2 separate regions of the Rattus norvegicus genome follow, and region 1 is linked to region 2. The links are chromatin contacts, called in public Hi-C maps. All regions are on one chromosome and are shown on one strand. The core of a region is the stretch at or near the end of the contact, and the rest is flanking DNA. Distances in the headings are between cores, read along the strand shown.

The links. A called contact is a pair of places that touch in the nucleus more often than the background predicts.
Region 1: a contact with region 2 is called in a Hi-C map of the A7r5 cell line, with 14 times the contacts expected there. The contact joins two enhancer-like sites. A contact is called at or near these places in 12 of 12 Hi-C or Micro-C datasets (the A7r5 cell line, the Rat2 cell line, Schwann cells and 7 more).

The regions. Positions count from the first base shown.
Region 1 is chr4:46,866,423-46,872,630 of GRCr8, forward strand. No RefSeq gene overlaps it. Among named protein-coding and RNA genes, the nearest start is that of Capza2, 75 kb to the right of the region's middle. Within about 2 kb of position 3,984, at least 4 of the 93 cell types and tissues checked have an H3K27ac peak or open chromatin away from gene starts, as enhancers often do. A contact at or near this core is called in the A7r5 cell line, where this site is marked.
Region 2 is chr4:46,368,357-46,374,306 of GRCr8, forward strand. Tes (testin LIM domain protein) reads left to right here. Exons shown (of 7, transcript NM_001039344.2): 7 at 202-1,426. The coding sequence ends at 390. Among named protein-coding and RNA genes, the nearest start is that of Tes, 40 kb to the left of the region's middle. Within about 2 kb of position 1,590, at least 4 of the 93 cell types and tissues checked have an H3K27ac peak or open chromatin away from gene starts, as enhancers often do. A contact at or near this core is called in the A7r5 cell line, where this site is marked.

The DNA of each region.
Region 1 (6,208 bases), core at 2,734-5,233, 500 kb after region 2:
TAAAGCTCTTTGGGGAAAGGATTTACTGTGTGACACACTGTGAAACATTGTAGCTTCTAGATCGAGATACTTTTCTTTTGGGGAGAAGGTCGCAAGGGTGGAGGGACTGGGATATGAGTGTGATTGGGGTACATAAAATGAATTCACAAAAAATCAATAAAAAGTTGATGAAAATGAACAAGAAGAAGAAAAGAAAAACGGGAGAGAAAAAAGAAGAGGAGCAGGAAGAGCAGGAGATGGAGGAGGCAAAGGAGCCCAAACTGATTAAGCCATGAGCAAACCAGTCTGCAACACTCCTCCATGGCTTCTGCTTCTTCTGCCTCCAGGTTCTTACCCTGCTTGAGATCCTACCCTAGTCCATTGATGATGGACTGCAACTTGTAGCTGTAAGTTCCTCCCCAAGCTAACTTTGGAAATGATGCTTTATCACAGGAATAGAAACCCTGAACGAAGATAGAGAGCGATTAATGGATGCTACCCTACATCAACCACAGGCCTCCACATGCACACATGCCTTACCAAAGTACACACACACATATGCAAAACATGCACGGGCACACAAGAGGGGGTGGAGGGAGAGGGAGAGGGAGAGGGAGAGGGAGAGAGAGAGAGAGAGAGAGAGAGAGAGAGAGAGAGAGAGAAATAGAAAAGGAAAACTAAGACATTTTGCATAGCTTTGTTTGATGTTCTGACTATTTAATTGTGGAAATATATTTTCATCTCATGATCCAAACACCAATCATATTTTTACTCTTTGACCTTTAAGGAAGATTCTATTCATGGTAAATAAAGATATACCAAGTGTTCAGATGATGACACCTTCCCAATTTATTTCAAAACATAAGAGTAATATGATAGCAAAGAAATTGACTGTCACTTAGGTTAACAAATACTTCTCAGGCAGCTTCTATGTCGGGTGCTGTTAGGTAATGAGGATGTAAACCTGTCCTTACTCTAAAGAATTCAATGGATAAGATAGACAGCAAGTACTTAACTAGGGAACAATAGGAATAATACACCTTGGCTTTTCATAGATCCATAAAATGTCTTTCAAGAAGCATCACAGTTAATACAAAAATGGTAGGCTCTTGGACAATAAGACCAAGCTCTGACTTAGCCATGAACTGAACTTCTTCCCTAAACTCAGTTCCTCAGCTGTCAAATAGACTGGTCCTTCTTAACTCACAAGAGTGTTTCAGGACTGAAAATGAGAGTTCAAAACAGCTGATTTCCACTGCTGCTGAGTAACTGGAATATTACTGTGATCTTTAGTCTTGGACAACAAAAGCCCACATAAAGGGTAGCCTGTGATTGCTCTGAAAGGACCTTACAGATGTTTACCTGCGAACCTTCATCTGATTCTTTCTCATCCTTGAGCATACAGATGGGAAAGTGAGTGTGCAAATGGAGAGCGTGACAAAACAGTGTCCAGGTGGTGGCACTTTTGTTCCAGGGCAGGACGCCTGAAGGACACCAGCCCACCATGTTTCTCTGAAGCTCCCACTACTCCCTGCCACTCTGACAATGGCTGGTTTCCTTTTTCTCTTGTTTAATCTTCAGACCTGGGATCCACAAAAGACATGGAAAATAACAATTCATATAAAATTCTAGGAATTTCGCTTGAGGGCCAATGATAGAGTCACAGCCCCCACAGCTTAAAGATTGTTAATATTTTTATTTCGCTCAAGTGAGTAGTTACTGACTATTCCGGTTCCGGCAGAGTAACTTATGCCCTGGGTTGTTCTGATGCACATCATGTGCTGAGAAGCTAAGGAATACTTCATGGGCATCCTTCTCCATCCAGATGACTACACACAGGGAGCTACACAGACACGACTCTGTCTGGCACGTGAGATAATGCTGTGACACAGAAAGGCATGAGGGCATTGTGCCTCAGAGGAAACAACACCTACTGCTGGTTTCCCTCGTCAAACCTGACCTTTTTCTTCTGGACTATCTTAATTCCCTATCTATCACAAAAATGGAAAGAACTTCAGTCATAGCCAGTGAAATATTTCAGTTGGTGAATTGAAGGTAATAAAACAGAGGCTGCCCAAACTGTCCTTTGTTGTAAATCACGGCAAAGGTCTAGATTACATCAGCCAAAGGGTATTGATCACAACGCTGAGAGGTTTATAACTACTATTGACTTACCATGTGACCCTGGAACAGAAATCTAGGAAAATTGCAAAAGCATACCTATGGTAATGAAAACCCATCATTAGCCGGGCTGACTGCCCTGTCAACCAGCTAGAGCTGTGTTGGCTTCAAGGCAAATACTGAACAAATGCTTGAAATGGAAGGACTGTCTGCCCTCACTCTCTTTCCTTCACTGGATGCTTTAAAAATTATTCCGGTGAATGTGTTTTTCTTATTGTTAAAAAATGTGGATTCAGAAGGCTCATGCGAATTACCTTTTTCATTTTACTTATTTATAATAATGTATTTTATTTTTGGATTACCATACAAAGTAGCAGGTTCCCTTATAACATTTTCCTGTATAGCTTAGGTTGAAACCTCCCCTGCTTCCTCTCCTTTCCCCCTTCTCCCTATCCCACTCCTCACGTGTACCCTTGAACTGTTCCACCCCAGTATTCCCTTTTCCACTGTCTCGTATGATCTATATAATAGTATGCATAATTAATATCTAAACAATATCTCTTCATCCTTTATTATTGCTGTGGTTTAAAAAAATAAGGAATAGGGGGTCTAGAGAGAGATCAGTGGATGAAGTGCTAACTGCATAAGCCTGAGGACCTGAGTTCAAATCTCTAGCACCCATGTTTTAAAAAGGCCTTGGATTCCCCAAGAGTTTATCTAATCCGAATGGCCAGTCCTAAACACTTGTACATACAAGCAGCAGTAAATGGACTGGGTAGTTTGTGTGTGCGTGCATGCGTGCATGTGTGCATGTGTGTGTGCGTGTGTGTCAGACAATAGTTACAGAAGAGGTCATAAATGTAAAAGGGAGTGAGGGGAGGGAGTAGTATAGTTATACAAATACAGTATTAACGTATGGAATTCTTGAAAAAATAAAAAAGCATAATGCCTAGGCTTAACAATGCATATTTGTAATTCCAGCTTGGGGGGGGGTTGGAGATGGGAGGATCCTGGGGCTCTATAGTCAACCAATCTAGTTAATAGGTAAGTTCTGGGGGCTCAGTAATAGACTGCCTCAAATAAAACAAGGCAGAGAGGGGTAAAGGAAGAGGCCTAATGCCAACATCTAACCTCCAACTAGCACATGTGGATGCTTACAGAGACATTCACCACTTTGTGTGTGTGTGTGTGTGTGTGTGTGTGTGTGTGTGTGTGTGTGAGAGAGAGAGAGAGAGACAGACAGACAGACAGAGAGACAGAGAGACAGAGAGACAGAGAGACAGAGACAGAAAGACAGACACAGAGACAGAGACAGAAAGACAGAGAGAGACAGAGAGACAGATACAGAGACACACAGAGAGACAGAGATACATAGAGAGAGACAAAGACAGAGAGACAGAGAGACAGAGATAGACAGAGACAGAGACACACACACAGAGACAGTGACACACAGAAAGAAAGACAGAGACAGACAGTGACACACAGAAAGAAAGACAGAGACAGACAGTGACACACAGAAAGAAAGACAGAGAGACAGACACACGCACACACAGAGAGAGAGAGAGAGAGAGAGAGAGAGAGAGAGAGAGAGAGTGAGTGTCAGAGAGACAAGGAGAGACAAGGAGAGACAGAGAGAGGAAGAGGCTATCAGTGAAAGGACCAGCTAAACTAAGTTTCAAATGCTATTCAGGTGGCACTGAAGAAGTAAAATGAGAAGAAAATGGCCATGTTTCATCATGAATAAACAGAAATTTCAATTTTAAATAAATAATAATCCCACATTGTTTTGGAGCACCAGCTCAAGACTTAGATGACGATTAATTTCCATCCCTTCTGTGGGAAGCAGTCCTTTGTCTTCATTCGTTTACTTGTTCACTGTGAGACGAGAACATTCTTCGTGCTAACACAGAGCTCCAGGCTGGCAGACACATCCAGTAATCCTTAGACCACTTGGCTGGAACTATAAAAATGCATAAAATCTTACCAGGCCAAAAGAGATCAACTCAAAAAAATTTTTGGCATCCAAACATGTCAGAATTGTTTTTACCCCCAAACCATTTGTGTTCCTCGGTTATGGTCCAGGAGCCATAATATCAGTTCCTATTTTTATTGGGCAGACTGGAATTCTTTAGTACCATATTTCATCTACCTTTCTGTGGTTTCTCCTAATTTTTTCAGTGGTTTTATGCCTGTCTGCTGTCTGTCTCTTATTTTATCTTAATTTGTTTTAGTTTTCGTTTTGCTTACTCTATTCTCTTTCCTTATTTTTTCAGTGTTCAGAATCAAATCTGAGGCTCAGCACATGGCATCTCGGAGTCCCACCCCTGGGCTGCGTCTCTAGCTCTGTCTCTGATGCCGGGTGCGGGGAAGTAGCCATGTGCCCTCCGCCAGCCCAAGTCCTTACCTTCACATCTGCTTCTTCCATTAAAGTCAAGCCTTCTCTCCGTCACGACCGTGACTAAACAGCCACCATACTCCTCAGTGGTAAAGGAGAAACACCCAACGAGGGACCTTTGTGAAACCGGCCCCCAAGAAACCCAACTTCAGTCACATGATCCTCAGAGATAATTTCAGAAGTCGCAGTAAAGAAAAACTACCCAGATATCACAGTGCCAGCTTTCTGCAGAGCTGTTTCTAATTTGTTATGCCGTAAGAGTAAGAGCCTCTGTGGTAGCCACGGGGGTCTCTGGGAACACCTGGGTGAAGAAGCATCAAATCGCTGACCCAAATGTTTCAGAAAGAAAATGTCCATTGTTAGAACTAGCAATGCAGATATTTTCTCTAAGATGAACTTAATATATAAACAGAATAAAATAACAGAATAAATAGTAATAAGAATAATGATCTCATCCCAGGAAATGCCCTGTCTGGAAGCTAATGGGCTAAGGTAATGCTCTCAGGGATTAGTCTCGCTTAATGAAATGCTGTTAGTTTAGTAAATGAATGCTTAAAATGATGGAAAGTAAAAAAAAAAAATCAGGACTGGTTGATTCATAGGGGTGGGGGGGAGTAAGCCAAAGCAGCATGTGTCACACTGTGGTTTTTTAATTATTATTATTATTATTAATCTGTGATTCAGAAAATACATATGCTTTACAAGTTACTGTCTTTTATACATCTGTCCCATCATTTTACTCTGTGGATATGAGTATTTATGGAATATTTAAAATAAACTGTTAACAAACAGATAAAGTACTTTATTTTTTCAGATGCAGTTCTTATAATGAGCATTAAAATTGAGATTTTCACTTAAAGCTCACATAAAAGCAAAATGTATCTCTTCTAGAGCTTCAAATAATAACGTATTTTATTTTGCCTGTTTAAAAAACATGATTAATACAAAACCAAATTTCATTGATTTTTGTTTGATGGCTAAGATATTGTTCTGATTGTGACTTCAGGTCCTAGATTGAATCCTATTGTCTGTAGCTTTGCTGCACGAGCTTCTTAGGCAGGGAGGGAACACAGCTCTGTTAACTTCCACTTCCTCTGAATTGAAGCATCCATTTCTATAAGGAGAAGAGGCTCGTGTGACTCAGGAAGTAAACCTTACAAGTCTTGGAAAGCTGACATTTATGACTCGGGGAGCTGCAAACAAGTTTCAAGGGTGTAGCTTTGTGAGCCCTCATTGCTATTAATGATGGAGAATGCTATTTAGTGACACATCTTTCACTGAGTCATCCATGTTCCTGTAAGTTATGCCAATAAAGTCAATAGTTCACTAAAAAATAAAAAAATAAAAAAAATAAATAAATAAACTGTTAAGAAAAACATAAGTCGAGGTTGGGGATTTAGCTCAGTGGTAGAGCGCTTGCCTAGGAAGCGCAAGGCCCTGGGTTCGGTCCCCAGCTCCGAAAAAAAGAACCAAAAAAAAAAGAAAAAAAGAAAAACATAAGTCCCTCTATGGTAAGCATATGAAATGTCTATAGTTGGATGGGTTTTTATCTTAAACACGTTGATATGAGGACAATGTGGATACTATGTATGAGCTTTACAATATGCCTTCTAGTTGTACTTGGTTCAGAAGTCCAAGATTATTACAGTGGTCGACCCCTCGATTCTGCCCACTGTGTTTTATCTTCTCCTTTTAACTAACAAAACAAAACAA
Region 2 (5,950 bases), core at 340-2,839:
TTGACTGGAAACAAGTGCGGTGCTTTGGGATTTGCCATCATAACTTCCTATTTACACCCTGAGGGACATCTACGGACCGCACTCCCACCCTGTCCGTCACCTGCCATTTCTCGGCACACTCAGCATACAGGGCCCCGTCGGCACAGTGTCTCACAAAGATGTCGCTGTCTCTAACCCTCTTCTCCATTCATCCCCGAGCAGGTGTGTCAAGGGTGCCACAATGCCATCGACCCGGAAGTGCAGCGAGTGACGTACAATAACTTCAGCTGGCACGCGTCCACGGAGTGCTTCCTCTGCTCCTGCTGCAGCAAGTGCCTGATCGGGCAGAAGTTCATGCCTGTGGAAGGGATGGTTTTCTGTTCTGTGGAGTGTAAGAAGATGATGTCCTGAGTGAACACCAAGCAGTATTGAGCCATAGCTGTCTACAGTGGCCTGCATTTCATGATAAACTGCAGTTTAAAAAAAAAATAAAAAATAAAAGGAAAAAAAAAAGCTACATAACGAACCGGAAGATTTTGTCCAATATTTTTCTCTTTTTAACCATTATGAATTTTGTCTGTCTTATTTTTAAATGACTGCTTTAAGCGCATGATTTAAAAAAAACAGTAAAGAATTATAGCTTTTATTTCTGCACATTAAATATTTGAGTTGGAAGCTTGAATTTAATCAATCCTTATAACCGCATACTCCTAGTGCTAGATATATTATATATATATATATATATAAAATCACTTAAAATTAGTGTCCTGGGAGAGATGAACATTTTAACTTCCATGCTTGTCCCCCATGGGAAATGTAAAGGAAGTTACAACCGCCTGTCGAGCGGTTTGATGATGGTGACGTCAGCTCAGTGAGGAGTTCCTTGTGGCAGGCAGTGTGGTCCACGTTGGGTGTTCCAGTGCCTAAGCCTTTGCATCCCCCATGGAGGCAGAGGGGCCTCTCCCTCCTGCATCTCTCTCTGGTTACTTTACCTCTCAGTATCCTCTTTTGTCATCTAGCGACCTCCATCTGTGGCCTTGAATATTTTATATGTATGTGGTTAGGACAATATGTGCACTTTGCTCTTAGAGATTTTTTTTTTTTGTTTTTTTGTCCAGAAGATAAAAGTAGGCCATTCATTTAATTTTTTTGAAACCCAAAGAATATATAGGTTTTGTACCCAGGGAATTATAACTCATGCTGATGTCACCTTAATGCCATGCCTTGACTCAGTTGTTTGCATGATTTCCAATGTTACCAGATGGATACTCTCTTGTGCTACCTCTGAGCTTGCTATAGACACAAAGGCTGTCTTCTTTGCCTGTGCACGCGCATCCTTGGGTATTTTTTAATGTTTTCCGTGTATGCTTTCATACATAACTATGCACTATAAATATTAAATGGAATGACTTATATGATATTGAAAATAAAGCCTCTTTCACTTTAATAATGGTCTTCCTATGTCCTTTTTGTTGAGTGGAAAAATCCTTCTGCAGTTAAGTATCGTGTACAGCAGGGGGCGCTGTCTCCAAGAGCAAAAAATTCCCCTGACAAAAGTAAAGGCAGCTGCTGATCCAGCAGACAGATTGGATTTCTCATTGCAGACAAAGAGAGAGTGGTTTCATAAAGATTTAAACCAGGACTTTCTAGTAATTCTTAGGTCATTCAGGAGCCTGTCATTCTTTTAGTTAAACTTTAAACGAGTCAAGTGTTTCATTTCTTTGTTGTTTTGAGAAGAAATTTTTTTTTCTGTTTTTTTTTTCCTTCTTTTTGCGACGGTGTCTCACTAGGTAGCCCAGGCTAGCCTACTTCACACGCTCAGTTCTGCATTAGACTCCCAAGTTTTAAGATTTCAAGTGTGCCCCATTGTGCCTAGCTATAAATAGGATCTTATAAATTTTCCTAGGTGTTTTTTGGGCTGGATTCTAGATTATTAGCGGACTCTGGGGAGTGTGTGTGTGTGTGTGTGTGTGTGTGTGTGTGTGTGTGTGTGTTTCTTCAATCTGAAACTGGGTTGGTTGTTTTCTTTTGAGATAGGGTCCCATGTATCTTAGGATGGCTCAAAACCACTACAAGACAAAATGACCTTGAACTTCTGATCATCTTCAAGTCTTTCTCTAAGTGCTGGGATTGCACCAGTGTACCCTAGATTTATGCTGTCTCTTGGTTGGACTCAGAGTTTTGTGCATGCTGGGCACACATCCTGCATATTGCACCCCCACCAAGTGAATTTTTGTGTCTTAGTAAGTTTAGTTTTTCTGACACATTCTCAGGACGTTTGGTTTGGGTTTTTTTTTGTTTTGTTTTGTTTTTAGTTACTGTTGAGTACTGCGCTGTTGGTGTAAGAAGCACACACACGCACGTGCGCGCGAGCGCGCACACACACACACACACACACACACACACACACACACACACACATGGAGTAAGTACATAAGTACTTACAAGTACAAGCACACTGCGTCCCCTCTGCTTTCTGGTTCCTCCATGGTGAGAAGTACCTTTGTAGTTTGAGCACACAGAGCAGTGTTGACACTATCCTGGTGAGATACACATCACTCTACTCTTTGCCTTGGTTTGCCTTAAATAGTAGCACATACTTTCCAGTCCATTTTGACTATGAAGTTTAATACTTTTCCCCGACATTGGCAAAGTGAGCCTAAAGCGGAATGGACTCTTCACACCACCACAGTCATCCTGGCTGTCCCTATGGCTAAGACAGAATAAGGCTGGCACTAAGCGTCATTCACTAAGAGAACAATTACATGTATCTATCATGGAACAATAAAGGTGGGCGTGGTGTAGATCCACCAGGCCTGGCTCTCCCCTCAGAAGTTCTTTTGTCCTCGTAGTACAAGGTCATGGCCTCCTTGGCTCAAAAGTGCTCAAGATACTTGGACATGTCTGTTGTTAGCTGATGACCTTGTTTGCCTCCGTTGCTGTGATAAACATCAGTACCATAAACAGTTCCAGGAGGGGGACATTTGGCTTATAGATTAGAATCCCTTATTGAGGGAAACTCAGGCAGGAACCTACGAGTGCGGAACTGAAACAGAGTGGAGAAATGTTTCTACCAGCATGTTCCTTTTGGCCTGGTCAGTTAGCTTCCTTACACAGTTCGAGCACACTTAGGGCCCCCCTACATCAATTAGCAATTAAGAAAATGCCTCACACACAAGTCAGAAAAATACTAATGACAAAGCACTTCACAGATGGTCACAGGCCAATTGGGTGGAAGTAATCCTTCAGTTAAAGGTCCTTCTTCCTAAGTGGCTGTAAGAAATAGGCTTTCGCATTACTTTATCTTATCAAAGAATATGATGCTTATTCCTTCTGATTATGTTTCCCTCTAGTACTCAGGATATCCTGCTGCACATCAATTTCCTCTCAATAGAAACATTCCCTTAAGGAAAGAAAGACCCTCATGAGATTGAAGAAGGTAAAGAATGTCACAAGTCTGAGGAATCTGAAATAAGACCTCTTCGAGAGTCTAGAACACTGGTTCTCAACCCACTGGGTCTTAGGAGACTATGTGAAATGGATATTTACATTGCAATTTATATCAGTAACACAATTATAGTGAAATAGCAATGGAAATAATGGTTGGGATCACCATCACATGAGGAACTGTACTAAACGGGTCACAGCGTTCAGAAGGTTGAACACCACTGCTGTAGAAGCAGTAAGAAAAGACTAGAGGAGGCAGCTGACCAGTGCAGCAGCAGAGGCATTTTCCACCGTGACTAAGAGTTCTCTTGCTACAAAAGCCAACACTAACTTCCATGGAAGTTGAAGAAAATTGAAATTTTAAATTTGGATTTGTGTGTTTCTTTTTCCAAATGTGAACAATATAGAACATTATTTTAAATTATAATTACCTGGCACTGATAGATTAATACTATTCTTTTTCTTTTTTCAATTTTTTATTAGATATATTTCTTTACTTACATTTCAAACATTCTTCCCCTTCCCGGTTTCCTGTCCATAAGCCCCCATTCTCTCCTCTCCCCTCCCCCATACGGGTATTCGCCCTATACATCCCCCTTATTCCCCTGCACTGGGGGTCCAACCTTGGCAGGACAAAGGGCTTCCCCTTCCACTGGTGCCCCAACAAGGCTATTCTCTGCTACATATGCAGTTGGAGCCCAGAGTCAGTCCATGTCTTTGGGTAGTGGTTTAGTCCCTGGAAGCTCTGGTTGGTTGGCATTGTTGTTCTTATGGGGTTGCAAGCCCCTTCAAGCTCTTTCAATTCTTTTTCTCATTAGAGTCTCATTCTAGTTCACTTCTCAGAAGCAGAACTTAGAGTTTTTTATGTTTGGTAGAGCATGAATTTGACAGTCACATCATTGCAGTGAACAGAAGCAAAATGCTCTCAGGAGAGAGCATAGAACCATTGCTGGTACTTAGGGCAAGACTGGAGATGTCCTCTCTCTCCACAAAAGTCACCACCTTGGATATTAAAAGATATGACAGTGATCTCTGCTTTTCCTGGACCCCGAACAGCAGTGGGAACTCAAGAGCAGAGAGTTCTGTGAGGAAAGAGAAGGTGGGGGTCTAGGAAATTCAAAGGAAGATGCAGACTTAGCATCAGCTTCTGCACATTGTTCATGAGAGATGATGCTTAATACTTATTGATCATGAACTCCTTCATGGAGGCTGCATGTACACTGTTCATCTCTAAATAGAACAATTGTATAACCTTGGGTATACATATGATTTTGAGAAATTGGTGTTTTGGTTTTTATTATTGTTATTTTCATTCACTTCCACTTAAGGAACCCCAGTTCCTCAGGTAGCTTACTGGCCTTCACATTTGGGGCATTTTTTTTTAATCATTTCTTTGTTTTTCACTTTTTATTGATTGTGAATTTCACACCATACACTTCAATCCCACTCATCTCCCCATCCCTTCATATCATCTGTCCCATGCGGTTTTCTCTATCCTTGTAACCTCCTCCAAAAAGAGAACAAAATAAAGAATTAAAAAATTAAAACCCTAAATTAAAAATAAAACAATCAAAACAAACAAAAAATCCCAAGACAAAACCATCTCACAGGGGAAGCTGCAGTGTATCACAATGTGTCACAAAGATACCCTTTTGGCCAAACATCTTTACTTCCAAATGTTCATTGCAGTGAGTCTGGTTGGAGGCCTCTGGCTTCTGTCATACCCTCAATACTGGATCCTCACTGGAACTCCTCTCAGATATCCTGTTGTTGGCCTGTGTCATAGAAACTCTGTAGCTTTGGATCTACAGGATTGTCTTCTTCCCATAATCCAGCGTTTCATAGATGGGGTAGACGTTGAGGTAGGGTCTACTCAAAGCCTAGAATCTGGGCCTGGGTTGTAGTTGGTGATCCTACCAGCTTTTCTGTATCAGAGCCACCAGGCTAGGTCTACGGTGCTGCCCCTGTGAGGTGGGCGCTTACTATTTATTTTTAAACAAGGTACTATAGATTTTCTCTTTAATAAGCCCTGGCTGTACCACAGTGACTGGTCTTTAAGCATAGATTTCTAAATTCACTCAAGTGTTTCAAATGAATTTCACCAAAGGCAAGAGATTCAGGGTTGAGTCATTCTTAAGCAATTTGTAACACGTAGTGTTTAAGCTCTTCCAACTTCACTATGGTAACCAAAGAGACACCACCACCCAAGAACAGTTTGAAGTCCTTGTCTCAAATTGACCTGGCACATCAGAACTTGCCTTCTGAGTTTGTCTGTAACTTCTTAGAAAACTCAAGACTCTCCCTGGCTGCATTAAAAAAAAAATCACTTGGTAGACATTTCTTTTTCTTTTTAATTGGATATTTTTTTAATTTACATTTCAAATGTTACCCTCTTTCCTGGTTCCCATCCACAAATGCCCTATCCCATCTCCCCTCCCCCTTCTTCTATGAGGGTGTTCACCAACCCATCCACTCACCCCTTCCTACCTCCCCGCCCTGACATTCCCTACACTGGGGGATCGAG